5 separate regions of the Mus musculus genome follow, and all the other regions are linked to region 3. A link is a contact called in public promoter capture Hi-C data. All regions are on one chromosome and are shown on one strand. The core of a region is the stretch at or near the end of the contact, and the rest is flanking DNA. Distances in the headings are between cores, read along the strand shown.

What was found. Promoter capture Hi-C pulls out the DNA fragments that hold promoters and counts their contacts. Capture Hi-C pulls out chosen DNA fragments and counts their contacts.
Region 1: a contact with region 3 is called in a promoter capture Hi-C map of liver, with 2.3 times the contacts expected there. The contact joins the promoter of Arhgap10 here to the promoter of Lsm6 in region 3. A contact is called at or near these places in 7 of 39 promoter capture datasets (3T3-L1-derived adipocytes, the C10 cell line, cranial neural crest and 3 more) and 1 of 9 other capture datasets (liver).
Region 2: a promoter capture Hi-C map of neutrophils shows a contact between it and region 3, with 4 times the contacts expected there. The contact joins the promoter of Prmt9 here to the promoter of Lsm6 in region 3. A contact is called at or near these places in 9 of 39 promoter capture datasets (the C10 cell line, embryonic stem cells, hippocampal neurons and 6 more), 1 of 484 Hi-C or Micro-C datasets (B cells) and 2 of 115 datasets of contacts at active chromatin or transcription factors (astrocytes and pro-B cells).
Region 4: a contact with region 3 is called in a promoter capture Hi-C map of adipose tissue, with 3 times the contacts expected there. The contact joins the promoter of Nr3c2 here to the promoter of Lsm6 in region 3. A contact is called at or near these places in 4 of 39 promoter capture datasets (the C10 cell line, liver and pre-B cells), 2 of 484 Hi-C or Micro-C datasets (regulatory T cells and uterus), 1 of 115 datasets of contacts at active chromatin or transcription factors (astrocytes) and 1 of 9 other capture datasets (adipose tissue).
Region 5: a promoter capture Hi-C map of pre-B cells shows a contact between it and region 3, with 5 times the contacts expected there. The contact joins the enhancer-like site here to the promoter of Lsm6 in region 3. A contact is called at or near these places in 1 of 39 promoter capture datasets (pre-B cells), 1 of 484 Hi-C or Micro-C datasets (CD4 T cells) and 1 of 115 datasets of contacts at active chromatin or transcription factors (embryonic stem cells).

The regions. Positions count from the first base shown.
Region 1 is chr8:77,516,621-77,522,272 of GRCm38.p6, forward strand. It overlaps Arhgap10 (Rho GTPase activating protein 10), which reads right to left and starts at 1,287. Exons shown (of 23, transcript NM_030113.2): 1 at 1,010-1,287. The coding sequence starts at 1,163. It overlaps 0610038B21Rik (RIKEN cDNA 0610038B21 gene), which reads left to right and starts at 436. Exons shown (of 1, transcript NR_028125.1): 1 at 436-1,958.
Region 2 is chr8:77,544,725-77,550,697 of GRCm38.p6, forward strand. Prmt9 (protein arginine methyltransferase 9) reads left to right here and starts at 4,673. Exons shown (of 12, transcript NM_001081240.3): 1 at 4,673-5,012. The coding sequence starts at 4,824.
Region 3 is chr8:78,817,566-78,823,280 of GRCm38.p6, forward strand. It overlaps Lsm6 (LSM6 homolog, U6 small nuclear RNA and mRNA degradation associated), which reads right to left and starts at 3,587. Exons shown (of 5, transcript NM_001191004.1): 1 at 3,483-3,587; 2 at 2,422-2,520.
Region 4 is chr8:76,899,699-76,905,418 of GRCm38.p6, forward strand. Nr3c2 (nuclear receptor subfamily 3, group C, member 2) reads left to right here and starts at 2,632. Exons shown (of 9, transcript NM_001083906.2): 1 at 2,632-2,842. It overlaps Gm10649 (predicted gene 10649), which reads right to left and starts at 923. Exons shown (of 2, transcript NR_028579.2): 1 at 408-923.
Region 5 is chr8:77,419,648-77,425,048 of GRCm38.p6, forward strand. It overlaps Arhgap10 (Rho GTPase activating protein 10), which reads right to left. Exons shown (of 23, transcript NM_030113.2): 6 at 990-1,100; 7 at 425-529. Among named protein-coding and RNA genes, the nearest start is that of 0610038B21Rik, 95 kb to the right of the region's middle. Within about 2 kb of position 3,439, at least 155 of the 459 cell types and tissues checked have an H3K27ac peak or open chromatin away from gene starts, as enhancers often do. A contact at or near this core is called in pre-B cells, where this site is marked.

The sequences.
Region 1 (5,652 bases), core at 37-2,536, 1.3 Mb before region 3:
TAACCAACCCAAGAGGATAGGTAGAGCACCTATGCTTGGCTCCTGCACTATCAGGCCTTTTAAGGAGGGAAAGGGGTGTTCGCAATAACTCAAGGAATGAATTCAGGGTTCCAGGGTGGCCTGGATGCCAGCACCTGGTCCTGGAGAACGCCCATTTATAGAACATTACAACCGTTTCTGCACAAATTTCAACCAGCCTCTACTCCTAAGACTCACTACAGCTTCGATACACCTCTCTTTCTGTTGTCTTCAGAGGTGGCTTGAGGGTGTGTTAGCTTGCTTGTTTGAATACAGATGGAACTGAGGTGGCCAGCTTCGAGCATGAAGAGTAGAATTTCCTACTCACAGGCACTTCTCGCAGGCCAGAACCTGGAGCAGTCTGCCCACTGACCCTTTCAACCCCTAATCTTTGAACCCGCCTCAGCACAAGACAGAGGAATGTGCAGAAGGCAGCACAAAGCCAGGTAGACTTTCTGGTTTAGCTCACGAGGGACGTAGGTCGGTGCTGTCGCGCAAGGCAGAAAGGGGATACATAAGAGGTGTAACTTAAAGGACTTTTGACGATATCAACTACAGGCAGAGTCCCAAAGCATTTCCAAAAAAAATTACTTGGAAATGTTAGGAGACAAAACTATCAAACTGATTGATGTCTCTATTTTGCGGGAGACTGGAAGCAGCGTTAGGGCGCAGTAAAACCTGACTCCGGAGCAGAGCCTCCATTCGCTCCGGCCGGCGCCAAAGCGTGCTCAGCTGGGCCAGGCGGGAGCCCCGGGGCAGCTCCCACGCACAGCTCCTCGCTCCCGCGCCACCGAGGGCCAGGATCGGGGAAAGGAACGCGCCCGAACCTCCTGGGAGAGGAATGCCCTGGAGCTTATCTTATCCCCTAAGGAATCGCCTATTCCTCCAGCCCGGTCTTAGGAGCACTGAGCCATCCCACTTGGCCGGGGAAGACGATCCTCCCGCCTTCCTCGCCACGCCGCAGCCCGAACGCGAACAGGACCCCGCTTACTTTTGGTGGCAGAGATGAGGTTCTTGCCGTCTTTGATGAGCTCTTTGATGAACTTGTTGGTCCTCTCGAGCTCCGCTTCGTGCGCGCGGATCCTCTCCCGGAACCACGGGCTGTCGAGGTAGCAGTCGCTAAACTCCAGGGGCTGCAGCCCCATGACTGCGGCGGTGCGCGCGGGCGCAGGCCGAGCTGGGCTCCCAGGCGGCGGCAGCGAGCGGCTAGCAGGGCTGAGCGCGCGGCGAGCGCAGCACGGTCATGTCCAGCCCAGCCCAGCGACCCTGGAGAGTACGCGGCGCAGCTCCCCAATCCCGGCAGCCCCCGGCAGCAGCAGAGGCCGCCGCCCGGCCCCGCCCCGCCTCGGGCGCGCCCGCCCCGCCCCGCCCCCGCCCGCACGCCCCTGCTCTCCCGCCCGGGCGCCTTCGGCTCTCCTCCTCCCTGCCCTTCCCCGAACGCCTCTTCCTTCTCTTCCCCACGCGCAGTCGCCCCTCCTCTTCCTTCCGAGGCAGCGGCGATGGAGAACGTAGTCTGTGCCCTCCACCCCCGGACGCCTGCACCTCCCCGATCTCGGCTCACAAGGTCCAGGTGACTCAGGCTGGTCCCCGAAGTGGACGCCTGACCGAACGGGATGGTGGGTTTGTAATAGCAGGCCTCGGTCCCCGAGATCAGACGACTTAAAAGTCGGGGCGGGTGGAAATGATTGACTCATTTTATCTGTGTACCGAAGGAAGGGTGCTTCGCTGTGCAAGGGCTCGCACGCCGGGTGCTCTCTCTCCTTGTCTAATCAGCTGCCTTCGCGGGAATGCTTAACGTCTCCAACTCAGCGTGGACTCTACAGATTCTAGAACATTTTTCTTCGTGTCCATACTGAATGGCTTAGGACAAGGGAGCGTGTGGCTAAACCGCGTTGACCCTGCTTGTGTTCTATTCTGGAGATTAAATTTACACGGGTAGGAGAGGCGATCTGCTAAAAATAGCCCGCCGAAAGTAAATGCCAGACTTTTTGTGGTTTTTCACCATGGGAGGCTGCGTGGACAAGTGTGAATTCGTGTCAGTGCGCCCACAAAACTCCTTTCCTATTCCATGCGTTCTAAAGCAGAACTCAATACCTTCCTCAAATGTATACAGCAAATCTTACACTGGAGACACTTTATCAACTAGCAATTTTTAAGCAATTAACATGTGCCAGGTGCACACATGGCATACATTTTTCACAAACTCACAACACATGTTTACATGTAAAGGTTTAATGATGGTAATAGTACCAGGAAACTTCAAAGTGATTCTTTAAAAACGTTCCGACTGAGTGCAGTAATTAAGAGTTTGTTTGGCCCGTGAGCTGTAGGAGGAGTCTTAACCCTCTGGGAAGCATCTAAATATGCCTACTCTATAAACTCTGTTAAATAACAGCACCATTTGAGTGCCACAGATGAGGCCACTTTAATGTCCATCCTCAGACTTCAAAAGACTTTTACCAATAACTCCTAGGCAGTTTGAAAGGTTCATTTCCTACTAAAATCAGCAAGGAGTCTACCGAGGAAAGAAAGAGGCAAGGGGGAGGGAAAAACTGGAGACTGAATTAGGGCCTGGCAAAAGAGCGAAACACACTCCAGGCTCTGCAGAAACAAAACCCTAAACCCAGGCAGGAATATGGTCTGAGGCTGCAGTAATCCTCGATCCCATAAGCTGAGGCAAGAGGATAGAGAGTTTAAGGCCAACCTGGACTACCTGGTATGAGGCCAGGCAGGGCTACATAGCAAGATCCTGTCTCACAAACAAAGCTGGGGGTGGGGGTGGGAGTGGGGGAGTATTGGCTTGAATAAGAATGATTCCCACACAGGATTGGGCTTCTCTGTTTGAATGTTAGGTCCCTAGTGTGGAACTGTTGGGTGGGGGGGAGGGAGGGGTAGGTGGCATGGCTTTACTGGAAAAGGTTTGCCTGCAGGTTGGCTTTCAGGTTTTAAAAGCCCAAACTGTCTTTCTCTGCCTCATTCTTGTGAATTAAGATGTAAGCTCTCATCTACTGCTCTAGCACCATGCCTTGCTTGCCTGCCACCATGCTAAACGCCATGATGGGCATAGACTAACCCTCTGAAACTGTAAATAAGCCCCCAAGTAGATGTTCTTTTATAAATCACCTTGGTCAGTGTGTCACAGGACTGTAACTAAGTCAACAAGCTAGATTACTCAATGAATAATGTCTGTCTCCAAGCCAACCCACATTGTAGAAAGAGACACCACTCCCAAAAGTTGTGCTCTGGCCTTTATCCACACCTGTGCTTATATGTGCTCTCTCTCTCTCTCTTTCTCTCTCTCTCTCTCTCTCTCACACACACACACACACACACACATACACATGCACACACAAACACACACACACACAAAATAATTTTCTTAAAGCAACTGGGCATACCCTCCAAAAGAAAGATTGCAGAGGCTTCCTCAAAGAGTTCAACATAGAGGATCAATACAGAATGAGCACGAAGGTGGGTGGAGAATGAAAACATCCACTGATAGCCCAAAATGGAGTCAACCCAAATAGCCACCAATGCAAAATTAAGCCACGAGGGAAAAAAGAGAGTCAGGATGCCATGTGCTACAGAACAATGAACTGTGGACTCACAATGCCAAGAGAGCCACCCGTAATGTCATCTGCTCATACAACATATCCAGGTCAGAAAAACTCGCTGAGACAGAACGTGCGTTCGTGGCTGTGGAGAAGTATGGACAGGGCCCAGGTGTGAGGAGCCTCCTAGGCAGGTGTCACCCGTGCTGCTGCAGGCCTTTAAGCATGGTGGTGGTATGAGCTGCCTTGAGATCTCTCTCTTGTAGCTTTATGGAGATTGACAGTCTATAGGAAAGCTATCAGGAAAGAAGTAGCATAGCTTTAACTCTCCAAGGTGACAATGGGGACAGAGCAGTCAGTGCTCTTAACCACTGAGCCATCTCTCCAGCCCAGTAGACAGCCGTCTTAACAATACCATAATGCCTTGGAAAGTGCTATTCTACACTTAGGTAACCTTACGGGGCTGGTGAGATGACTCAGGGGTTAAGAGCAATGTGATCTGATGCCCTCTTCTGGTGTGTCTGAAGACAACTACAGCGTACTCATACACTAAATAAATAGATACATCTTTAAAAAAAAAAAAAAGTATGTAACCTTACGGTATAGCTTGGCTCCCAAAGAGCATTCTGGGGAGAAAAAGGAGAACAGATCAAAGGACCTCAGCCCTAGTGGAGTTAGGCCAGCTTTTCTCAGCCTTTCTATACATATCATTAAAAAAATTTTTTTAAAAATTTTTTTAAAAGCTTTTTTTTTCTTGATCTGGAGAGATGGCTCAGCGGTTAAGAACAGTGGCTGGTCCTCAGAGGTTCTGAGTTTAACTCCCAGCAACCACATGGTTGCTCACAACCATCTATCCTGGGATCTGATGCCGTTTTCAGGCATGAAGCTGTACAAGCAGATATAAAGGACTCATATACATTAAATAAATAAATAAATCTTTTTTTTAAAAAGGATTTTTTTTCAACTCTTTGGCCAGAACTTAGTCATGTAGACACATGTTTTGCTGCAATGGAAAATGTAATATTTTATAAGCTAAGGGGCCCCAGAGTAAAAGGGACAATAAATAGTTTCTAACACAGACTGACATTTTTATGAGTGTTATACTTAAGTTATAGCTATGCCAAAAATAAGTGATGGAATGGGATGAAGGAGTGCTCACTGGGAATCTCTCAGAGCCCCTGAGGCTGGGTCTCACAGAACAAACACACAATAGCAATGAGGAAAATACAAAGAGGCTTCTGCACGGAGAAGGTGTCGTTGATCCAGCTTCCTCCCTCTGCAGCTCTCATCACGGTCAGCCAGCAGCACTGACTTCAGCATCTAGAAAGCTTCCTTCACGGAACCAAAATGCCTTCCACATTGCCAGACACCCAAGAGCTTTGCCTTTCATTAGCTCGAGGGATGACCCCACTACGACTCATTCATTCCTAATCACACCGGCTTAGGGGAGCAGCATTCCCTTACACAGGAGAGGCTGGCCATTCTCTCAATTACTGTGGAAAAGAGGCAGGTGATGCCAAGCAGCCCATTGCACTCAATGGCCCTTGTGCAAACAAGGACAGGCTAGCCTACCAACAGGTAAACCAGATGAACAATGGATCAGTGGATCATTAACAGTATTCAATAAAAAGTACAACATTGATGCTTGTGAGAAGAAAGAAGTACTTAAGCACACTGAGTTGCATATCTAAAAATCATTGAGGTGGCACACACTTTCTTTTGTTATCTTACCACCATAAGAAAGAGCATAGTGATAGAGCTTAAAAGAGCCCCTCGTCCCTCTCTTTTCCCTACACATAACTACTGTTAACAATCCAAGGCCAGGCAGTGGTGGTGCATGCCTTTAATCCCAGCACTCGGGAGGCAGAGGCAGGAGGATTTCTGAGTTCAAGGCCAGCCTGGTCTACAGAGCAAGTTCCAGGACTACACAGAGAAACCCTGTCTCAAATTAAAAAAAAAAATCTATAATGTTCCTTTGCTTAAAAGTCAACTTACCACTGAATTACTGTCCAAATATGTTTGGTATACTCACTACATCTACATTTATTAGAGTTTGTGGCCTCAGCTTGAGAAAGATTATGTG
Region 2 (5,973 bases), core at 3,423-5,922, 1.3 Mb before region 3:
CCCAGCAAGCCACTAACAGATTGCAGGCCTTATGTGAGCCTCTCTGCCACTTGCTTCTGAGTTAAGCACACCATGTATCATTTTCTATTTTGCTTTCTTTTTCTTCTCTCTCTCTCTTTTACTTTCCTTTTTCTTTTTCCTTTCCTTTCCTTTCCTTTCCTTTCCTTTCCTTTCCTTTCCTTTCCTTTCCTTTTCTTTCCTTTTCTTTTCTTCTCTTTTTTTGACATAGGATTTTTCTGTGTAGCCCTGGCTGGCTCTGCAGACCAGGCTGGCCTCAAACTCAGAGACACCCCCCCCCCCAGCTTTTGTCTCCTGAGTGCACCCCATGCTCAGTTCCATTGTGTTTCTTAAGATGACCAGGTATTTGTTCTATTTTGCCAGTTATACTTTTGCAAAAGACCTCATATAGTATCTACAAACTATATTATATATAAAGAAGCACAAATGACCTGTAGCAGACCTATTTTTCTTACCTCTTATCTTAGATCTGGCAGTCCATGGTTATCTGAGTATTTTAGGAGCTACAGGAAGGAAGGTTGTCATTTATCTTTTTACAGTAGTCACTGTCCACAGGTAGATCTTAGAGGTGATAAGAAGATAATCAGACCTGGCTTCTTTAATTTTTTTCTGTCCTTTCTATACTTCCTGCCTAGTCTCTGCTCCATCTCTCTCTTTTAAAAGATGTATTTTTTATTATTTTAATTATGCATATGTCTGTTCACGATGTTAGATCCCCCGATCCCCTGTCTTAGGGTTTTATTGCTATGAAGACACACCATGACTACAGCAACTCTTGCAGAGGAAAACATTTAATTGGGGCTGCATTACAGTTTCGGAGGTTTGTTTCATTATCATCGTTGCAGGATGCATGGCAGATTGCAGACAGACATGGTACTAGAAAAGGAGCTGAGAGTTCTACATCTTGACCCATGAGCCTATGTGCCACATGGGAGACCACAGAAGGAATTAAACATTCTTGCTAGCATGTTTAAAAGACACACAATCCAGGTACTTTATTTACAAGTTTTAAGCCTAGATTGGGCAAGATTGGCGCTATTGACTTGTTTCCCAATATCCCTCGTTACTTGCTGTTTTTCCTGGCCATGTGCTCAAAGTCTGTTTCCTCTCATGGTGGCTTTCTCCGCCCTATGTCTCCTTCTTTCTCTTCTCTCTCTCTACCTTGCAATCCCCAGTCAGGTAGCTGAAAACCTGCCTACCTCTATCTACTGCTCGATGACAGACTTTAGCCTTTGTTTTGTTTTGTTTTATTTTGTTTTGTTTTGTTTTGTTTTTCAAGACAAGGTTTCTCTGTGTAGCCCTGGCTGTCCTGGAACTCACTTTGTAGACCAGGCTGGCCTTGAACTCAGAAATCTGTCTGCCTCTGCCTCCCAAGTGCTGGGATTAAAGGTGTGCGCCACCATGCCCGGCACACTTTGGCCTTTTATTGACCAATTAACTTGGGGAGCAAAGTTATATAGCATCATTTGGTATGCATGAGGTATACATCATTTGGTATCCTCATCCTTGAGGATCTCCTCGTGAGGGGGGGGGGCAGGTATCAGAGGGCTAGTATTTAGCGTTTGAATACATAGTAGTACCAGTCACTACAGGAGACCTCAAAGCCTGTCCCTACAGGGACACATTTCCTCCAACAAGACCACACCTACACCAACAGGGTCACAACTCCTAATAGTGCCACTCCCTATGGGCCAAGCTTTCAAACATATGAGGCTATGATAGGGGTCATAACTATTCAAACCACCACATCCTCAGAGCCAGAGTTACAGGAGTTTGTAAACCATCCGATGTGGATCCTGGAAACTGAGCTTGTCCATTGGAAGAGCAGTACATTCTCTAAACCACTGAGCCATCTCTCCAGCTCTGGACCTTCAACTCTGACTTGATAAAAGTAGAACTGGTGCACTGTGCAGGATGTAATGAGTAAATTCTTCAGTAGAGAAGAATTGACACTGGAATGCTGCCCACAGAAACTTTATTTCTCTATGGTTTGTTCTTTTCCTGCTTCTGTCATGGAGACATGCCCCCTCTGAGAACCATTCATGTACTCTAGCTGCTTCAGGTTCTTGGGTCAAGTCAAGGAACAGAACAGATTAAAAAAAAATCAGGGGCTGGAGAGATAACTCAGTGGTTAAGAGCACCAACTGCTCTTCCAAAGGTCCCAAGTTCAAATCCCAGCAACCACATGTGGCTCACAACCATCCATAATGAGATCTGACTCCCTCTTCTGGAGTGTCTGAAGAAAGCTACAGTGTACTTACATATAATAAATAAACATATATATATATTTTTTTAAAAAAATCAGAACAGAACATAGGAAACTTTGCCCTGTGGAAGAAGAAAGCCTTTCCGTAGGATAAGATAGTTTGCAAAATAAAGCAATTCAGCTGAAGCAGAAATTCACATGGTGATAGAATGACTAATCTAGTTGCTGTGGACAATAGGCAATTTATGGGAAGAGGGGTTGTCTTAGTGAGGGTTTCACTGCTGTGAACAGATGCCATGACCAAGGCAACTCTTATAAGGACAGAATTTAATTGGGGCTGGCTCACAGGTTCAGCGGTTCAGTCCAGGCAGGCATAGTATAGGAAGAGCTAAAAGTTCTACATCTTGTTCCCAGGGCAAACAGGAGAAGACTGACTTCCAGGGAACTAGGATGAGGATCTTAAAGCCCACACCCACAATAACACTCTTCAACAAGGCCACACCCACTCCAACGAAACCACACCTCTTAATAGTGCCATCCCTGGGCTAAGCCTATTCAAACCATCACCAGAGGTTATTTCTGAGTACGGTTTTAGGGAACACAATCCTTTATAGTAAGAAGGCAGGGGTTGCAAGAACCAGAGATAGCTGATCTCATCGAACTGCCAAGCAGAAGAAAGAGAGTTGGATAAGCCTACTAAACCCCAAGGCTGGACTCCAGTGATCCAATTTCTCCCCGGAAACTCTACTATCTTCCCAAATAGCACCACCAGTTCGGGACCAAGTGTTCAAACAAACACCACTCTCTCTCTCTTAGTTTCTTTTCCTGTTGCTGTGATAAAAGACTCCGACAAAAGCAATTTAAGGGAGAAAGAGATTGTAGGGAAGCCAGAGCAGCAGTCGCTGGTCAAATCATTGTCACAGTCAGGAAGCAGAGGGTGCTGGGTATACACTGTTGCTGGGTTTTCTTTCTCCACTAATACAGTCCAGGATGGCAGCCAGGGAAAGGTGTTTACCCACAGTAGGTAAGTTTTTCTACCCCAATTAAAGCAATCAAGATAATCACCCACAGCTATGACCAAAGGTTGGACTCTGGGTGAGTCTAGATTCTGTAACATTGCAAACCAAAGTCTCTGTCAAGGACTGGGCTGTGTCTCTCTACCCAGCCTCAGTCTATCACCTCTAAATTATACAGGATGCAAATAACATTATACATCTTTGGTTAAATGTTTACGGGAGTAATAACATTTTTTAAGGTTTAGATAATTTCTAAATGTTTCTAGATAATGCCAATTAATTACATTAACTATGTATATATAAGTAAAATGCTTTTCTAGATTATTACATTGTATAGTTAGAGCACCCTTATGAATTAAGCCAGGAAGAGAGCTTTATTAGGTCTGTCTGAATGTCTCAAGGGAGGGATGCTAGACTGGAACGAGAAAACCCTTCCCACAAGCCAATTAGTCTTTATGTTCTACTCAGTTCCATTAGGTATAGAGGCCTGCCTCTGTATTTCCATCTCACTAAATACTGTATAGTTAAATCCTACATTGCTTAATACACAAAGCATCAAACAAGGACGATATGAATAGCTAGGAAAATACATAGGCAAAATTAAAGAGCAGGAGAAACACTTTTCATCAAGTGCAAGATATATTAAAATTGTCGTTCTGTACATATTCAAATAATTGTGATTAGTTCCTGTCTTCGAAGACCTTTCTTAGGTACATAGGTATCTGCTTACAAGAGTGGATCAGACAATAAGATACTAGAGAAAGCAAAAAGACACATAAAGGATGGACTTGGGAGAACTGGAGAATTTTAGCTTAATATCCAAAATGGTGTATCCTCCATTTCACATTGTTAACCACTGTATGCACCGCTAATCTCTTCAAAATGGGAACAAAAAATAGCTTTCGCTATAATTTCTATACATTGCTTTAAAAGTTTGGATTTATATCTTAGAGGCCACACTTGACATCAGTCTTCTTTGTTAATGTGCATGTCATCAGGAAATTCAGACTCGGCCGTACCCATCCCACTGTTCAACCTTGAAGCAGTTCTCCGTGATGGCCTTTTCCTTTTTTTTTTAGAGTGTGATCCCAAGTTCCACCTCACTGAGTTTTGTGAGAATACTTAATACTAGGAGAGTACACAGTGATTAATTTAAGGAGCTTTTATTTCGTTTTGCAGTAGTGAGTCTGGTGCGATGAGATTCAGAAGGCCTGGAGCTTCGCACAAGCAGGACTAGAGCAGGGTTTGGAATTCGCAGCCGCACTCTCCAGGAGGCAGAGAGAGGGTGGAAACCTTTGGTTGCAGTCTGCCAAAAAACCCCATTCCAGAAAATGACTTTACAGCCTAGTACTCCAAGACCATAGTGGGCCGCGGGGCGCTCCCTGGTGTGACGTCATCACAGCGCTTCGCCGCAGGATGCGCGCGCAGCCCTGTCCGCCGCTGGGAAGGCGGGGCTTCCTGCTGTGTGCACCCAGTGCCTCTGTGCGTCCAGTTGCTGCGACCGGCCCAGGGAAGCGCGCCGTGGAGACTCTTTTCCCGGACGAGGCCATCCTCCTTCGTGGGCTTCCGAGCGAGACTTATCCATGCCGAACTCGAGGCCCAGGCCCCGCCGGGGCGCCGGGGGTGGCGCAGGTGCGGCCGGCCGGGACCGGCTGGTGGCACGGTCCTTGCAGAGTGCTGAGCACTGTCTAGGTGACCAGGACTTCGGCACTGCTTATGCCCATTACCTTCTGGTGCTCAGCCTGGCGCCAGAGCTAAAAGACGACGTGAAGGTGAGGCCTTATTTTTTTCAGTGGCTAGCAAATCCTGTGATCTGAGCAGGAACAACAGGGTATGGTGTGTGTGTGTGTGTGTGTGTGTGTGTGTAACAGAGACGAGAGACAGGGAGAGACAGAGACACCGAGACATACAGAGACAGAGACGGACTCTCCAAGCATCGAATTACTATAGCCTACAGCCCATCTCAATACAGCCAGGTTTTAGTAACAAAAGTCAAAAGTTGTCACACATCTGTTTCAAAATTTCTGCCTCACTTAAGATTCCAAAGGCCTTTTAAATGGGATAGGACTGGGTAGTTCTTTTTCCCCTCCAGTATCTAATTTAAATTAGCCCTGCCTTGTAGGCGTTGCATTATCTTGTGTAGAAAGAATGCTGTGTATCCTGAGGTTGGATAAAGTGTTCAGTCATAAGGAACTTTTAATATTTGTTGATTCGTCTTACTTGCATCAGTTAACCGGTTGAACTACTGTATTTTTTTTTTTTAATGTTAGAATCTCAATTTCAAAAAGTAACTTAATTGCATATACAGTTTTAAGCTGTGGACAGTCTTGCTTTGTTTAGTCCAGAGTTTCTCAACCTGACACTGGTGACATTTTGCACCAGACAGTCCTGTGTCTTCCTTCCTGTTTCACAGCACGGTTTGTCCTCTGCCCACTAGATGTCAGTAGCATTAGGCTTTTGTAGTCCAAAGAAATTTCAGGACCTGTTGGTTTACTTGGAAATATGCTAGTATGTTGGGTCGTTTGTTCCTCTGTGTAGAAAGTAGTAGAATAGTGTGTGTTCCTCTGTGTAGACAGTAGTAGAATAGTGTGTGTTCCTCTATGCAGACAGCAGTAGAATAGTGTGTGTTCCTCTGTGTAGACAGCAGTAGAATAGTGTGTGTTCCTCTGTGTAGACAGCAGTAGAATAGTGTGTGTTCCTCTATGCAGACAGCAGTAGAATAGTGTGTGTTCC
Region 3 (5,715 bases), core at 2,337-4,836:
TGGATACCATGGTAGGAGGGCACAGGAAAACCCTACGCAGCAATCTTCTTGGTTCTGCTTCCTATTTAGGTGGCAGAGCCACAGCAATAGCTCTGGACTCCTGCTTCCCTGTGTGTCCACAATCTACACTGTATAGGAAGATAGGCGCTTTGCTCAGAAGACTTCAGGCCACATGAGAGGAGGAGCTGGACGCAAACCCCTCATTTGTTCTCTAGCGTACTTTCTGCTCGGTGGTTTGAAAGGATGCTTTTGAAGTTATATGGAACAAGTATGGTTGACTCAAACTCGATTTATTCATCACACAGGAAGCCAGACCCTTTGCATTAGTCTTCATTAGGCTTCCTTGGTACACCCTGTTACTTAATGACTTGCCCATAAATCCATTTTGTACAAGTAAATTGGTCTTGACACCACAATTTTTTCCATCACTTGGCTCAAGTAATTTTAAGTTTTCATCTTTTAAATTGGATAAGGCAGAAGGAATAGTTCTGACAATTTCTGAAGCAAGAGATAAGACTCTTGAACCATAAACACAAGAAAAAGAGTTCCTTCTGCCAGGGTCACCTTGGCAAAAGTTCTTCCTTCAAAATTAGATACACTCATGTCTACGGCTGCAGCATCACCCTCTCCTGCCTCCTATGCAGGCCCGTGTAAGTAACCTATTTTCATAAGTGCATGGTCATGGCACTCTATTTCCTGAGAGAAGCCACTAAGAGGTCTAGTAAGAGAATATTTGCTCTACAGCAACTTTTTTCATAGTTAAACAATGAAGTAAAGGGAAGGGCACATGCAGTGTGTGTATCAAACTGTATTCACCCAGTGATATATATTAGCCATGTTAGACTCAGTCTCCAAAGAGACTTTAAAAATTCAAGAGGACAAGAAAAATCTCACTTCTCTAGTAGTCTTGGCACCTGAACAGACTGTGTGTGGAAGAGGCATTCAAAGATGGTATCAGAAAGTCCAATCCCTCCCTTACCCGTCTACAACCATAGCTACTAAACAGGCATGGCTACTAAAGCATCATGCACGCACTTCAACAGCTACGAGCCTGCAATTCTTTTCTAACAACCATTAAATACTAAAAGAAAGGAAAACAGAAATGCTTGGTGGTCAGAGCCAAGCCTAGGAAGAAGCCTGGTCACATACAGATTTCTGACACTTACTCAGTGTTTGCTTCTTACTGCATGTTTTTCTCGTTTGTCTTATGTAGTGGGGCGGGGCAGAAGCAGCTGCTCCAGCGTGCATATGATGTCAGAGGTCACCCTTGCGAGGTGTCCAGGTTTGGCCATGAGTGCCCTGACAATTGGGTTACTTAGGCTAACTCCTAAAAGCAAGCTGCTCTCAACCAGAGGTGACTTTTGTGCCTCACCCTGGGGACATTTGAAAATGTCTACAGTCTGTACTGTCACTACAGGAGAGTGGTAACTAGGATCTAGTTTACAGAGGTCAGGGATGTCCCTCAAGACTCTACAGTGTACAGCAGTGGTTCTCAACCTCCCTAATGTGTGAGCCCTTAACACAGTTCCTCATGGTATAGTGAGCCCAACCATAAGGTTAATTTTATTGCTACTGTTATGATTTGTAATGTAAATCTCTGATATGCACATGCAATTCCCGAGGAAGGGTCGCCAGACACCCCCAAAGGGGCTGTGACCTTGGGGTGGGAACTGCTGGCTCAGAGGACAGCACTCTACAACGAAGGACTGAGTGGTGGGAGTGGTTCAACACGTCAGCTGACAGAAATGCTGCCAGGGAGCCCTAGCCACCACCTCGTTCCCTCTCTCTCGGTTTTCTGGCTTAAACACCACGGGATTTTAGGAAAGGCGAGCCTTGGCGTGAGAACCAGATGCTGAGTAGGCAAGCCCCTCTGTGTCTGTGGGTTTAAAGTGTTTACGGATCCAGCCAACCTTGCCTCACCTGGTAAAATGAAGCTGTAATTACTTGTCCAGCGGTCTCTCTGCTACCCAGACACAGACTTTCCCCTTGCTGTACTCCCTAAGCAATACTCTACTGCAACCAGTGACATTAAATGGCACGTTGTGAGTAATCTAGAGATGATGTGAAGGGCACAGGAAGACTGCACAGTTTATATGTAAACACAGAGGAAACCTGAACGTCCATGCACTTTTCGGTACTGGGAGGGATAACAGTAGCACTTATCAGAAGTATCTGATCCCAACACGGGGAAGCTGGAAGCAATCGTCAAAGTCTTGAAAGGGTTGACCTTCAAAAAAATAAATAAATTTCTAGTGCTGAACACAAAAATGTAACTTTTCTATTTTCCAGTCCCTCAATCCAAAAGTAGAAAATAAGCCAGGGAGTTAAAAACAAAACAAAACTTTCTTTAAAGAAGTTCTATTATCTAGTAGGCCACCCTTCAGTGAGAGAAGAGCTGCTGCAGTCGTTAGGGGTACTCACTTGGGAGGCAGGAAACCTGAGTTCTAATCTCTGCTACTTAATTATCTGTGCAGCTTGCGTAACTCATCACCATTTCACCTGTCACGGCCCCAGGCTCATCTGCAAAATAAGGAAGTTAGGCTAGATGGGTACTGGCTGTCTCTTCCTGTTCCAGCATCTGATTAACATGTGCAGTCAGTCAGTCAGTCTGTCTCTCTGTCTGTCTCTGTCTGTCTGTCTGTCTGTCTGTCTCTCTATCTCTCTCTCTCTCTCTCTCTCTCTCTCTCTCTCTCTCTCACACACACACACACAGTCACAGCCTGCAAGTTCAAACTCCCAATAGTAATTCCAAAGTGAGGCTGTGCTTTGCTACTTTAGAACCACAGTAGGCCCTTTCACGGTTTTGAAGAGCCAAATAAATTACTAACACTTTAAGAAAAACCAGTCTCGCAATGTGCAAGAACCATCTATGCTAGTAATTGAAAATTTGAGGAATAGAAGTTAAGGCATCACGATATCGTTCGGGATGCGAAAATGAAGCAAAAAACTCACACCCAAAGACGTCAGCCTGGGAAACAGCTGAATAATTTATGAGATCCACACAATAAAACAGGGGGCCCAAACGAGATCAATGAATTTTAAAATCACAACTTGTCTCATTTTAATGTAAGTATAAAACTAAATACTGGTGTGTGGTTAAAAAACTTGGTGGTCTTAGCTGAAACAGAAACAGGCCCACACAAGAGAAAGGGAGTTGGTGTGCCGAGGCCGTCAGCAAGGACCATTTCCTCCGCTCGTCTGTATTTACTTTCCGTCGCGCAGGGCTCGCGGGTGGAGGAGGGCGCCGAAGTCGCGCGCCACCGTAACCCTGGGCGCTCACCCCAATCGGCGCGAAGCGCGCGCGCCACGGGAGCGCGCCCGGCACCGCGAGCCCGCGTGGCCCAGACCAGCGAGCATCTCCTGGGACGCAGGCCCGGCTCGAGCCGCTCCCCGCCAGCCCGGACCATCCGCGGCCTACGCCAGCCGCTCCCACCCGGAGTGCCTGCCCGCACCCATTCATTCCTCCCAGGCCGCGGGCTCACCTTGCAGCCGGATCCAGAACGCTCACAGGCCGGGCTTCCGCGGACGCGCGCGCCGAAAACCGAAACCGCCCCCGGCAGCGGCTTTCCCATCTCACCCAATCAGCGTCCTCCTTGCCTATGGCGACCCGCGGGGATCAAAAACAGTCAGAACGCGTTAGTGAGCTGGCTTCCAAGACCGGGTTTGTTTAATGGTACCGTCGGCACCCAGCCAGGGCTTGAAGTAAAGGTCCGATATTCTGATATTCTCTCTTTTGCCAGAAAATAGAATACGAAAGCAAAACAACCAACCAAGAGCTAGAAGTGATCTTGTGTGTGTGTGTTTACAGTAAAGAACCTTAAAATATTAAGAAACGGAAACTTACAGTTAAAACGATGGCTGTTGAGCACCCCGAAATAGCCTTAAATAATTTAAAACAAATACAAGTTAAAAGCCTCAAACCCTCAAACTAACTTCTGCATATAAATTAAATGTATGAAGAGATTGTTTCCATGGGAATGCTGAAACAAAAAAATAATTCAAGCAACTCTGAATTATAACGGCATCAATTAGAAAACGTTACAAATTAGTTTAATTGGAAACTGCATGCAGATACTATTTAAGTAGTGTATGGGAACTTGGTTAGGGATACTTCATGAATTCTTAATGCATGCTTTTTATTTATGGAAGAAAAAAAGTCACAGGAAGACAATTTCTTCTACCCCCACGATCTCTTTATATTTTAACTTATATTTTATATTTATATTTTAAATTTTAATTCTGTTTCTGTTGTTTAACATTCAACAAAGTTATAATACCTTCAAACAACAGCTACATAACCCTGATAAGTGTTACAGGATCTAAGATGCAGAATTGTTTTCTGAAACACAAAGTGGATTCCTCCTTTTCTACGTGCCTTTGATTGATATCCTGGACAGTGATCTACCTGCCTTTGGTTGATACCCCAGACAGTGAACAACTGGGTGGAATTTGGAAAAGAACAGGAACATCCTTCTGTCTGTCTGTAAAATTCCAGTTGATGTCAAGACCAAATAATTACAGACATTGATCAAACAGCATTTTAGGCTCTTGAAATATAAAATTAGGAACACAGGTAAAGTCACATTTAAATCAAAGAAGGAGCACGCTATGCCTTGTCCCTAAAATAAAAACTGCTTTATAGGTCAAATTGGGGGCTGAGGATTTAGCACAGTGGTAGCATATCTAGTGTGCATGAACATCTCTGGCACCACAGCGGTAGTGGCATAGTGGCGCTCACACCTGTAATCCTAGCACCCAGGCATGCGTGCAGGAAAATCAGAAATTCAAGATCATCCTCAGCTACAGAATGAGTTTGAGACCAGCCTGGGCTATTTGAGACCTTGTCTAAAAAAAGAAAAAAGAAAGAAAAATCAAATTGTGCTACATACTACATTTCTTACTGACTGTAATTATGATATGCGTATTATATAGAGAGATGAAATAGGTAGGTAGACATAGATATAAGCATAGCTGCTCTCACGTTAGCACAGAGCTGTGATGCAGTCACCGAGTCTGGCTGGTGAACAGGCGGTGAGAAGAGTTTTGGGGGCCTGGTTCATCTGCAGAATAGTTGCCACTGTCTTCGAGGGCACAAGTCTATAAAGTCACAAGGCAACAATTGGTTGGACCAACAAATGTATAAATCTGTGGTTATCCTGAGAAACCCCTCAGCAGCTTAGAACTGGCCTTTACCAAAACACCAGACAGCTTCCCACATTCCGTGTGTGCACTTGCCGGCATCTTTTACGTATTTACAAGAAAAAAAAATGTGTGCAAAACTTCTTCCAGATTCCTGTTGAAAAGCCAGTCTTTAAAATCCTGCACATAACGTTAATTTATTAGGGAGACTTTTTAACATCATAAAAATAATTCAGAAAAGCTTAGCTCAGTTTACTTAGCTCAGTGCTGGATTAATATGCCTGAATTATTATACAGAGGTTAGGGTTGTACACTGATATATTCTGTATGGGTTTTGGCACATGCATAATGTATGTGTCCACATTTATAACATAAAGATACTCATTTATAACATTATAGGGAACACCCTCTGGGCTTCAGCCTTCCTCTCGGCCATGCCAGTCACGTGTTACTTTCCTTTCACGGTGATTTTGTCCTTCATAGTGTCACTGACTTGTCACCCTGTGACCAAGCCTTTTCAGATCGGCTTGGGTCCCTCCAGGCCTTCATAAGTCGTGTCCTTTAAGTGTTGAGTAG
Region 4 (5,720 bases), core at 1,382-3,881, 1.9 Mb before region 3:
GTGTGACCGAGGAGGGGGCCACGGCGCCGAGGGCTCCCCCTGCGGCTGCCCCCACAAACGCGCGCGCACACACACACACACACACACACACACACACACACAAGACGCTCTGTTGCCTGAGCTGTCACCCGCTACCCCAGCCCTGGGAGGGGGCGCGGAGAGCCCCGCTTCCCCGCTGCAGGCGCGGGAGCTTACCGCTGGACTGGCGGGCTCCCGGGACCTCCACAGTCACTGCAGGACGAACCAGCAGACTGGGAGACCCGCCGGCCCCAAGCCGGGCCGCCACTGCTGGGGACCGGCGGGTGCTCGGAGCCCCCTAGGCGCAATTTAGTGCCTCCAGCTCGCCAGCTTGCTGGCTCGCCGCCTCCAATAGGGTATCTGCACAGTCGCTCTATTACTGTACCCACCGTCAGTAGGGCGACTGCCAGGATTGCTATCCTCTCCATCCTGATTGCCGATCAGCCGGTATTGGACTTGCTGTTGACGGCGGCAGCGGCGGAGGCGGCGGGAGTCTCGCTGGCCCCCTCCCCCGCCCCAGTCTCCCTACCATGTCCTAGAAAAGGTGAGTGCAGCAACTGTCACTTTGCACCGACAGTGGTGGGAGGGGGCCGAGGAACGCAAGGGAGAGGCCCCGGGGTGCCAGGGCCAGTGCAGAGGGGAAGCGGGTCGGCTCAAGGAGGTGGGCTGCCGGCAGTAGACCAGGTGCCCGCCAGGCCGGCCCGGGACACGGGTGCTGGGAGGCTGGCGAGCGCGCGGAGGCTGCTCCGTGCCATTCTAACCTAGATTTTGCAAGGAGCTTCGATCCAGGGCAAAACCAGCTCTCCCTAAAGGAGATAAAAACTTAGTAAAAAGAGCCCGGTCCATTTCTTTAATAATGAATACCCACACTGGCTGAGTTGCAGCCACTGCTGCTTGGCGAGCCCGGGCCGCCGGGTCCGGAACTCCCCTAGCTCCAGCTCGCCACCCGCGCGCGGCCCCGGGCGTGATCGATGCTGAGAGTGCTCTCCCAGCGCGCGTGACAGCTACCCTCCCGGGAAAGTTGGGACACTCGGCGGGGGATTCATGTGTGTAGGGGCTCCAGGGCCAGCTCTACGCTGGCGACTGATGGGCACTGGAGTCCCAACCAGCTTGTCGTCTCCGCTGCAGTTTCTTTTGCCTCTGGGGAGTGTCCTGCTGGAGTGACTGAGACTTCCAGTCTCCTTGGGCTTGGGATCCGGGATCCTGAGGTTTAACTAACTGTAAGGAAAGGAGGGGCCTTTGGGCACAAGATGCCCTCCTCCTTCTGGGGCTTCAGCTCCTGGCGAGTGAGGGTGAGCCTGAAGCTGCACAGCTGCCGCCGGCGGCCTGCGGGTCGCCAAGGGCCAGGGGACCAGATTTAGGTGTGTATATCACTGGTGCTGACTCCCAGCCAGCAGGGGAGTCCAAAGACGAGCCTCAAACCAGTCTAAAAGTCCTTAGAAATTAAAGTTAAGGAGTCCATCTTTCGGCTTAGCAAGTGCAGTGCTTGGGTGGATGGGAGGGAAATCAGGGTTGGGCGAAGGAAAGGGGTCGAAATTTCTTCGCGCAGACAAACGATCCTTAAAAAATAGTTTTAGTGTCTCCCCTCATCCAGTATACCTGCCCCAATTATGTGCACCCCTTTCACACATTATAAAGTGAATATCCTCGAGATAGTAAGCTTTCTTGCATATTGAACTAGTGGAAAAATCCAGGACTAAAGTAGTATAAGTACAGTAACAAAATTATCAGGCGCCTCAGCTCTTGACCCTGGCACTTTTTTTTTTTTTTTTGGCAGGGGGTGGGGTGGAAGGAAGGCTGTGTTTAAAGGGGTTTGGCTGCACTGAAAGCACCCGCTTTTCCTGCGTGGTTAACACAAGGAAACTGAAATCGAGTGGGAACGAGATCCTCTGTCTCTCCGACAGCGGAGATTAAGGCTGCTCGGCGGGAAGGTAACTCTGAGAACGGGAGGGGGCGGGAGCAGAGCTTCAGGGGTCCCGGGGACACCCACCCGAGCAGTCCTAGGCCTGAGGACGCTGTGGGAGGCGCCGGGTGTGCACCGCTGTGGCTCACCTGGCGCTGCAGGTGGAGAGAGCAAGGGCTCACCATCTAGGCTGCTCTAGCGTCACCATGCTTTCCCCTTCTCTCCAGATTGCTGTGGTCGCCAGGGAGGGTGGGGGGGGGGCGACAGTTGTGTAGGTGAGAAGTTTGGGGCGAAGGAGCAGAGTGGGCTAAAGGGTAGCGTGTGCAGGGGTTGCCCGGTCGGGGCCACCTCCGGGAACCAGGAGAACTCGCCGCCTCTGCGGCTTTAAGGAAGCTGCGGAGTCCAGGCTGTGTCGCAGCAACTTTGTATCAGTCATGTCGCCCGCCTGGTGACTGACAGCCCCTGTTGCCCAATGAGAAGCGCGCCTGGCCCGCACAGCGTGGAGCCTTGTTTCCCCCTTGGCCAATGGAAATGGCTCCAGCGGGCGGGACAGCGACCTGAACTTTCTGGACATGTGACCCGGTTTAAAAGGGCCGGCTTTCCACTCCCCCCTCGGGGCTTTCGCCCGCCCCCTCCTCTTGGCCCGCCCCGGCCCTGCCCCTGACCCCTCCCCTCAGCTCCTGCGCACCCGGGGTGTCATTGGGCCCGGGAGAAGAGAGCCAACTTCAGGCTGCTCAGAGGAAGCTTGTGCAAGTCACCTGGGCGCCAAGCGCTGCTGTCTTGGGCTCTCCCGCTGCAGGGAGAGCGGCACTTGCTGGCCTGGATGTGGTTGGATGTAGGGGGGCTCCGCAGCAGGGGTGTCGTGGAGGTGGCAAGCACTGCAACAGGTAGACGGCGAGAGGACGACCCTGGCCAAGGCAGGTGTGTAGGGGTGCGCAGTGGGGCGTCTCTGGTCCAGCCCGGTGTGCGACTGTGGCAAGGGTGGCTTGCACTTTGCAGGGAGAAGCCGCTGCGTAATCCGGAGGCACAGTCAGTATGGTTCTGTGTGCTTGTTGTTTTGTTTTGGTTTTTCATCCCCCACACCCTCCCCACCCCCACCCCCCCCCACCCCCGGCTGGCTGAGGACTATTTTGGGAAAGTTTGGCCACTTTGGATAAATGCCCTCTAAAGAGCGGCTTTTAACCGCCTTTGGCAGTGGGCGGTCTACCACCCTCCCCTTTCCCCAAAAATGAATTTCAGATCGTTTGGCTCTTGCAAATTTTAAAGGACGTTTGAATAATGTTTCTTTCATCTATCAATTGCGGAAGCTCCCCAGTCTGAGTGGGAGGTGTAGCCGATAAGGGCAGTTGAAGGAGCTAGATCACCATAGATCTTGTATGAACGAGGTCTGGAAAATCTTGCGTTCCCAGTTCCTTTATATTTGGGGAAACTCTAGGGGATTCTTAGGACAGGGACAGACAAGGGATGAAGCTACTTTGGGTGGCATCCTTTTCCAGATGGGTTTTAGGTACATGACTTTTCCTGCTGAATTTTTAAAAGACGAGGTTTAAATCATAATGCTTCATCATACCATCTGCTTTATTTATTTATCATATCGTAGTTCGGAAAACTTTTGCTAGCAGAAGAGTTATTAAAGCCGCTGAGTTTTAAAGACACCAAGCTGCATCTTAACATCGCGGGTCTTCACTCTGTAGGTACTGTTATTGGTGATATTTACATAGTAGTGATAACAGCATTCTCCATCTATGTAGTCCTCCCTTGGAGCTTTAATTCCACGTTTGACATCATGGCATGCTACCTACCATTTGTGTCATGAAATACTTTCGGGAGTTTAGGAGAGACTAAAGCTAAAGCAAAGCTTTTTCTTTTATGGAAAGCTTTTTCCTTAAAGGAAGAGGGCAGGTGAGAGGAGAGAGAGAGAGAGAGAGAGAGAGAGAGAGAGAGAGAGAGAGAGAGAGAGAGAGAGAGCAAGCTGATGCGGCTCATTGGGTCAAGCCAGTGAGCAGAACTCATGTGTGCTTGGCTCTAACTGGTTCTCCCACTCTCTTAGGTGACCTTGGCAGGTTTATCCTTCATCTATAAGAGGGGAAGGTAACAGTCTTGAAGAGCAGAGCAACTCAAACTAGTTTCCTGAAGTTATCTGCCTTCTAAAGCAGCCCTCAAGGATGGGTCTCTACTGTACCACTCCAGGACAGTAACATAACTGGGGAGAAGGGGGAAGATGCCATTAAGAAGCAGATATGTTTTGAGCAGCATTAAAAGTGAAAGTTTCCAGAAAAGATACAAATTCCCAAGAATCTCTAATAATTCCTGGGGGGAAAAAAAGAAACTACTTTGTTATGGAATAGGGCAATTTAACAGACTATGAAACAAAGTTTTAAACTGTTTCCTTTGTGCTAATAGTATTTAAGGAAATATATTATACATAATATATTTAATTTAATTTATGCATATATATACATAATTCTGAGCTCTAGAGAGATTTGTATACCTAGCATATGGCTCATTTAGGACAATAGTGGCAAGTGCCCCTCAGGATATTAGTGAGTCCTTTGCACACATACATGTAAACATGAGCACGTGTATGTGTATACACACACACACACACACACACACACACACACACACACACACACGTAAAGCCTGTTGGTGCTTTCCCTTATCTATGTGGATATTTTTGTGTTCCTTTTGCATGGAAATAAAGGTCCGCAATGGCCCAAGCGTCTCTGCTACAGTGTTTCTGGGAAGCTTAGAGGCCTGCTTTTCCCTAAGCTAGGTACTCATGGAACTCCCTGCTTTATTTTATACTTAGATAACAAAAACCTTTCCCTTTACCCTCAGGATAAAGTTTTATGAGGATCATACTCATCAAGCTGTATTTTTAGTATTCATTGGTAAGTTCAGGTTGACTGAAGTACTCTTCAAAGCCATGATCATTGTGTCAATTCTAAAATGTCAACCCCAGTTTCCTGGACAACACAGGAAATAAATTTCTAACCTAACTCATTTGTTTATTAAAAAAAATACTAAAATAATAACCGAGGAGAAGTCACCATAAAATATTTCAGTAATCCTATTTTAAAAGCATCTGCTCTTTACAACAGTGTTTACAGGGAAATCGTTCACGTGCCAGTTGTTGCCCACCCTTCTGGGTTGGTTGCCAACCATCTCTGTTTCCTTTGAGAGGTAGGTGAGGAGACAGATGACGATACCTTGAACAAAGCCAATTTAGATTCTAGCAAAGCGTCTGGCAAACTCTTCACCATATTCCTGTCCATAATTCTGTGAAATGCAGTTGCCTTTAGGAGAATGTTTTGGGAGTCCAGGGTTTGGAGAACCAGGACTTCAGAAGTTGATATCAGCTGTCTGATGTTAGCTGATAAGCTGCTTCCCTGTAGAGAAACTGTGGCTGGTGCCCACAGCTTCCAGGAAGGATTCTACTGTGAGCTTTAAGGAGATTTATAGACCTGGCATATGACTCATTTAGACAATAGTGACAAGAGCCCACTCGGGATATTAGTAGGTCCTCTCAACAACAACAACATGTACAGAGGTAAATTATTTTAGGGGTGCTGGATTAAAAGCACACTACTTTCTCCATTTTAAAATCTTCCAGGGCTTTTGAAATCCAGATTTTCATTGTGAGACCTCATAGAAAGCAGTGTTCACCTATCCCAGAAGAGAGTTGGGCTGGTGAAGTTCTGGAGAAGGGTCTATGTGAGTCCCCTTCAGACTCAGGGCAGACATCCCTGTTGCTTAGGATGGAGGGGAGGTTGAAGGCTACAGCTAGGAGAGTTGG
Region 5 (5,401 bases), core at 2,189-4,688, 1.4 Mb before region 3:
AAAGGACAGCAAGGAAAACTGGCAGCTGTGGACACAGATACATCAGAGAGCATGCCCAAAATGTAGGGACGGAGAAATTCCATAAGCCAGTCTGGGGAATGAAAAACCATGACTGACGGTCAGTCAGGAACGCCAGGTGGAAGGCCAGGATAGCGGGTTGTTACACAACAACTCAGAGCTAACATAACCAAGTTTACCCCAAGAATTTGCCCCAGAGAGCCAAGGAAGGGCCTCCAAAGGGCAGAATTCCTGGAGCCTCATCAGCTTCAGAGCCATGTGTTACACCAAAGTTGACCACTAGATGGCAACACATCCCCACTTTCTCAGTATACCAGCCTGGTCTTAATAAGATTTTGAGACCAGAGTAGAAAAAGAGCTGCACCCCAAACATCTTTTAAATACCAGAAGGCTTTCCTTTCCTTACATTCTGAATGTTGATTTGTAGTTCCATCTTGTAGTGATTGAAGTCTTTGGAAAGCTCGTGGCCTTGATGATAGAAAGTGAACATTCCCTGAAAGAAGGACAGCATCTATGACAAAGGAGAGGAGCGTTAGTTAGTGCATGCAAGGAAGGAAGCAAGCAACGCCTGCATCAAAACCACCATCCAGAGCACTGCCATCCGGAGCACCCAACCACCTCCCTGTCTGTCACGTCCTGAAATGAAAGTAGTTCCAAAGAAGTCACTAGAAATTAAATAACTGTAAATAGGTGGTCTGTACAGAAAATTATGAACAAGTTGTGAGTTCAAATTCCCTAGCACCCACATAAAGGTCTATCGCCATGCCTGTAACAGAGTGGGGACAGGGGTCACGGTATGGCGGGGGGGCTGTGCCCCTCACTGGGGTGAGGAGGAAGCTGTGCCAACAGGGCCTCCCAACGGTTTAGATGTTTCTCTAGACTTTCCCTAGCTGTGTCCACCCTTGACAACCTGTGAGGTCTCCCTTAGTGTTTTCACAAGGATCCACAGCAACGAGTGTCCTGCTACTCACAGGCTCCACAAACTCGAACTTCTTTCTTTCTTGGATTTCCTGGAGCTTGCACACATATTCAAGCGAGAGCTCGTAGAAATGCTGCCGGTTCTGCTCCACTTGGAGGTCGGCCTGTGTTAAAACAAGCACTGTGAGTTGACCCCACGGCAGGGAGCTATCAAGCTGGAGGTCAATGGCCTGGTGCTGGCCGTGGTGCGGGGCTTTTATAAACTTGTGTTAGAACTCATGTCTTACTCATTGTTACTCTCCTGCCACAGCAGGACAGAGCCACTGCTACAAGGACATACAGAAAAGTCTTCCCAAACTCTAGAGAAGAGCTTGATGACCCTCAAAGACTGAAGATTAAGGAAAACACTTCTTCCTGGAACAGTCAAAAGCCCCGTCGACACCACCTGCACACACACACACACACACGCGCACGCATCCACACACAGGCGCACACACACTACACACGATGAAATATAACAAAAGGGGACAAATCATATTGGGTAACATGAACAGCTATAACGCCAGCACTTGGGAAGCTACGGCAGGAGGACATGTCCAGGGCTAGACTGGACTACACAGCAAGATCGTGGCTTTAAAAAAAAAAAAGGAAGCAGATCCCGGTATGGCACACATGGATGGACTCTTAGGCTCTCAGATGAAAGGCAATGCACATCAGACATAAAAAGAGAAACTCCTACACATGAGGGAGCTACGACAGACCAGCAGAATGACAGAAGGACGGACGGTAGGGCTGGGAGCCCAGGGGAAGTCACGGCTTCCCAGTCAGGGCTTCTGCTTGGCTAGGCACAAAGGTCTGGAGACTGGTGGGGAACGGCTACACAGCCAGGTAAAGCAGTTAGCCAATGCCTGCGCAATATTCGAATGGCTAAAATAAACTGGAAGAAGATAAATATTTTCCAACACATTTTCAGAAGTTTATAAAAACAAGTGTAGTATTTGTCTGGTACTTTTAATTGAAAGTCTTTGAGTAACATAAAGTTTAAATGTCAAGTGAGCAAAATAAGAGCTTCTACCTAAAAGCCATGACGTTTTGTGTCTCATTATTCACCTACCAACAGTATAACCCAAAGCCAAAACCCTTAATCCCGCTGAGCAGTTAAACTGTGGAGTTGAAAGCAGTGGTTGGCTCACGTGACGCTCATGAGGCATCACTGCCTGCAGAGCGGAGAGTCATGCCCTCACGTGTCCTCGGTATGACTTGCCCTCACTCTGCTGAGCACCTTGCATCTGAACGTTCTGAGCAGCCAGAGCGGCTGGGCCCTCCACTGTATGATTCCCTCTCCAGATTCCCGAGCTCACAGTGAGCTCGCCACAATATTCCAAGTGTACATAGGAGCACAGAACGATTCGAGTCTACAATGCACTAACTTTTCCCGCCATGTTACGATTTGGACATGGCCTACATATGCCCTGTAAAGCCTGGCCTCTGACACGTCATTCTTGGGGGTGATGGAATCTTCAAGAAACGAGGCCTGCTCCGGGGTCATGGAGGCACTACTGTTGGAGGGATTAAGATCTCATGGAAGTGGACGAATTCCCACGAGACTACATTGTGTTAAGAAGCCTGGTACCTCCCCTGAATCTCTTACATAAACACTGTCACATGAAGCACATGACCACAGTGAGGACCCCATCAAAGCCAAGCAGACGCCAATGTCATACTCTCAGCTCTCCAGAACTATGAGCTAAATAAATCTGTTTTGTTTATAAACTCTCCATCCATAGGAGTTTTATAACAATACAAAATGAGCTTGCACACACAGTAAGCAAAAGCTGAATGAATGAATGAATGAATAAACAACTGTGTATTATAATCCAATTGTAATTCTATACATGCAGAAGACAGGAGATCAATCTCATGCAATATTACTAAAATATTATTTCTTTAGTGATATTTAAACTGAAATAGTATCCTTTGTCTCCTGGGGGAAAACAAGCATTAAAAACCAAGAAGGATGTAATCTTCTCCCAGAGCCAGTATGTGTTGTAGTACAGAGGCTGTCTAGAACTCAGGAACGTGGGTGGTGGGTGGAGGTGAAGGTCCTTGTGTCTGAGACCCACAAGGCGGGAGCAGCAGCTTCGAGGAGAGATACAAAAATGACCAACACCAGGCATGCTGCAACAGCCCTACTCTCCTCGTATCAACACCAGGCACGCTGCTGCAACAGCCCTACTCTCCTCGTATCAACACCAGGCACGCTGCTGCAACAGCCCTACTCTCCTCGTATCAACAAGAGGGCAGAATGGCTTACAAGTCTCTGCGCTCTTTAGGGTCTACATGATGAACAAGAGAGCTGTTTTCAAGTGGGCATCTGTACGACTGTGAAGAGTAGAGAGAGCAAAACAGAAATGAAACTGGAAGTGCCGTCTTCAGCGCCTCTTCAAGCTCAGGACTTGCAGTTTACTCATCTCTGAGACTGATGACACTGCCAAAGCCATACCTCACTGTGCACACATCCTGTTTGTGGTTCTCGCTCTGACAGCACTATTCTAGGCAGAATGGATAGAGGACTCTGAACTGTAGCCTTCAGAGGGCATACGGTCACTGAAGGGAGCCATGCAACACTACCTAGGAAGCGTAAGAACAATAAGCCAGAAGAGGAGGCCGTGTGGACAGAGAGCTGGAAGGAGCTCTGATCTGTTATGCATTGTAATGCTAAATACTGGCCCTGGCTGCCCCAGGGACGAGGAGACCCTTATGGCATCCAGGTGCTGCTAGGAAACCTTGCTCCTTTAGCTGCTGGGCAGGAGAGGTGGGTTCCGGGGGTTGGGGGTCTGAGGAGAGGACCACAGGGGAGAGAAGATACTGTGGGATAAGGGATCATGAGAACTGACCAATCAGAGTAAGAGCTGCCCAGCCAGCCATGGCAAATCATATCGCAGGGTTACTGGCAGGGACGTAGTCATAATAAACAGCATAGATTCTGGGTAGTATCTGCCCAGCTCTGGTGCTTTAAAGGTTTATGATAAATATAAAGGTTGAGTGCCTTTTATCTGGGAACCTAGTGATCAAAAGTAGGGTAGAAACCCCGATTGAAATTAATTATTACCATAACACACATGACCTGAGTAGAAGCTATTTGAGCCAGTATCTGAAGGAGACACACATGTGGATCTGAGTTAAGACATAGTAGGCAGGGGTCAGGGTATGCCTCTGTGGTAAAGGGTGCAAGCCCCAGAAAGAAACGGGCTTACTCTGAGCAGGTGTGCAATGCATGGCACAAAGAGTCCTGGGCAGGTGTGCAGTGCATGGCACACAGGGTCCTGAGCAGGTGTGCAAGTGCATGACACATGAGGTCCTGGGCAGGTGTACATTGCATGGCCCTATGGCTTCTGAAGTCACCATCTCCAGGGCTTTCAAAGAGGAATGAGAAGGGGCCACGTGCTGGTGGAAGGAGGTGGAGTGTGGGGGCCGAGGCTGCCTCCTGCATTATACACGAGAAACGTTTAGAACAAGATGTCTAATTAAAGTGATGTGGAGGTGGAAATTAGTTTGAGGCATAAAAATCCTCTCTGAAGTAATTGAAAGTGAGAATGCAGATAATGGAGAAGAGGGGCGAAAACAGCAGTAGACCAAAAAGTCAACAGCTGCCCTTGCCGAACAGACTGGGGGGGGGGGGGGTCATGGGGGGGAGGGGGGGGGTCATGCACTGCAGGGCTTCCTGCAGAGTCTGGGGTGGAGGTGGTGGCATGACCGCTGCAGGGCTTCCTGCAGAGAATGCCACAGGCTGAGGCAACAGCCTGGAGCATCAGGTAGAGCCACGCATGGCTTCCTACAGTGACTGCAGCAAGGACAGGGCAGAGCCCCACACCTCAAGCACTGTAGTGAGGCATAATCAATACAAAAGCTATCTTCTCTTTATAAACTATGAAATATCATCCAAACATCAAAGGTATAATAAACACAAAAGGAAATATCACTTGTAGATGTCAAACAACAACGTGTGCCCTCGTGGAGTCTGTCAGAAAAGCATACAAGCTTGATTTCCTACTATTATCCTCTGGGTGCTATGTCAACAAATACATACACTGTAGAACATTATGCCCAGGTTCGTTTGTGTTTAAGAACAAGCAAACGGACAGAAAGCAGTTTTATGCTTTTGTTGGGAAGTCATAATCCTATATGGCACATCACATTATTGCTAATAAAACTTCGGTTCTAGGCTAAAGAGGTGGCTGAGTGTTTAAGGTATAAGACACTCAGTATTGACTATTGAGGTATTGAGGTCTTCAGTAGCTGAAGGGAAATGGAGAGTGTATATATGATCATATGATCATACTTCATGTTTGTGTGGTGTGTGAGTGTGTGTGTGTTCTCAACGATAAAGAACTATTTCTTCAGAAAAAAGAAGTGCATGCTGATCTTATGTAAGTCGTGCTCCCAGCACTCCTGGCCAGGCGGG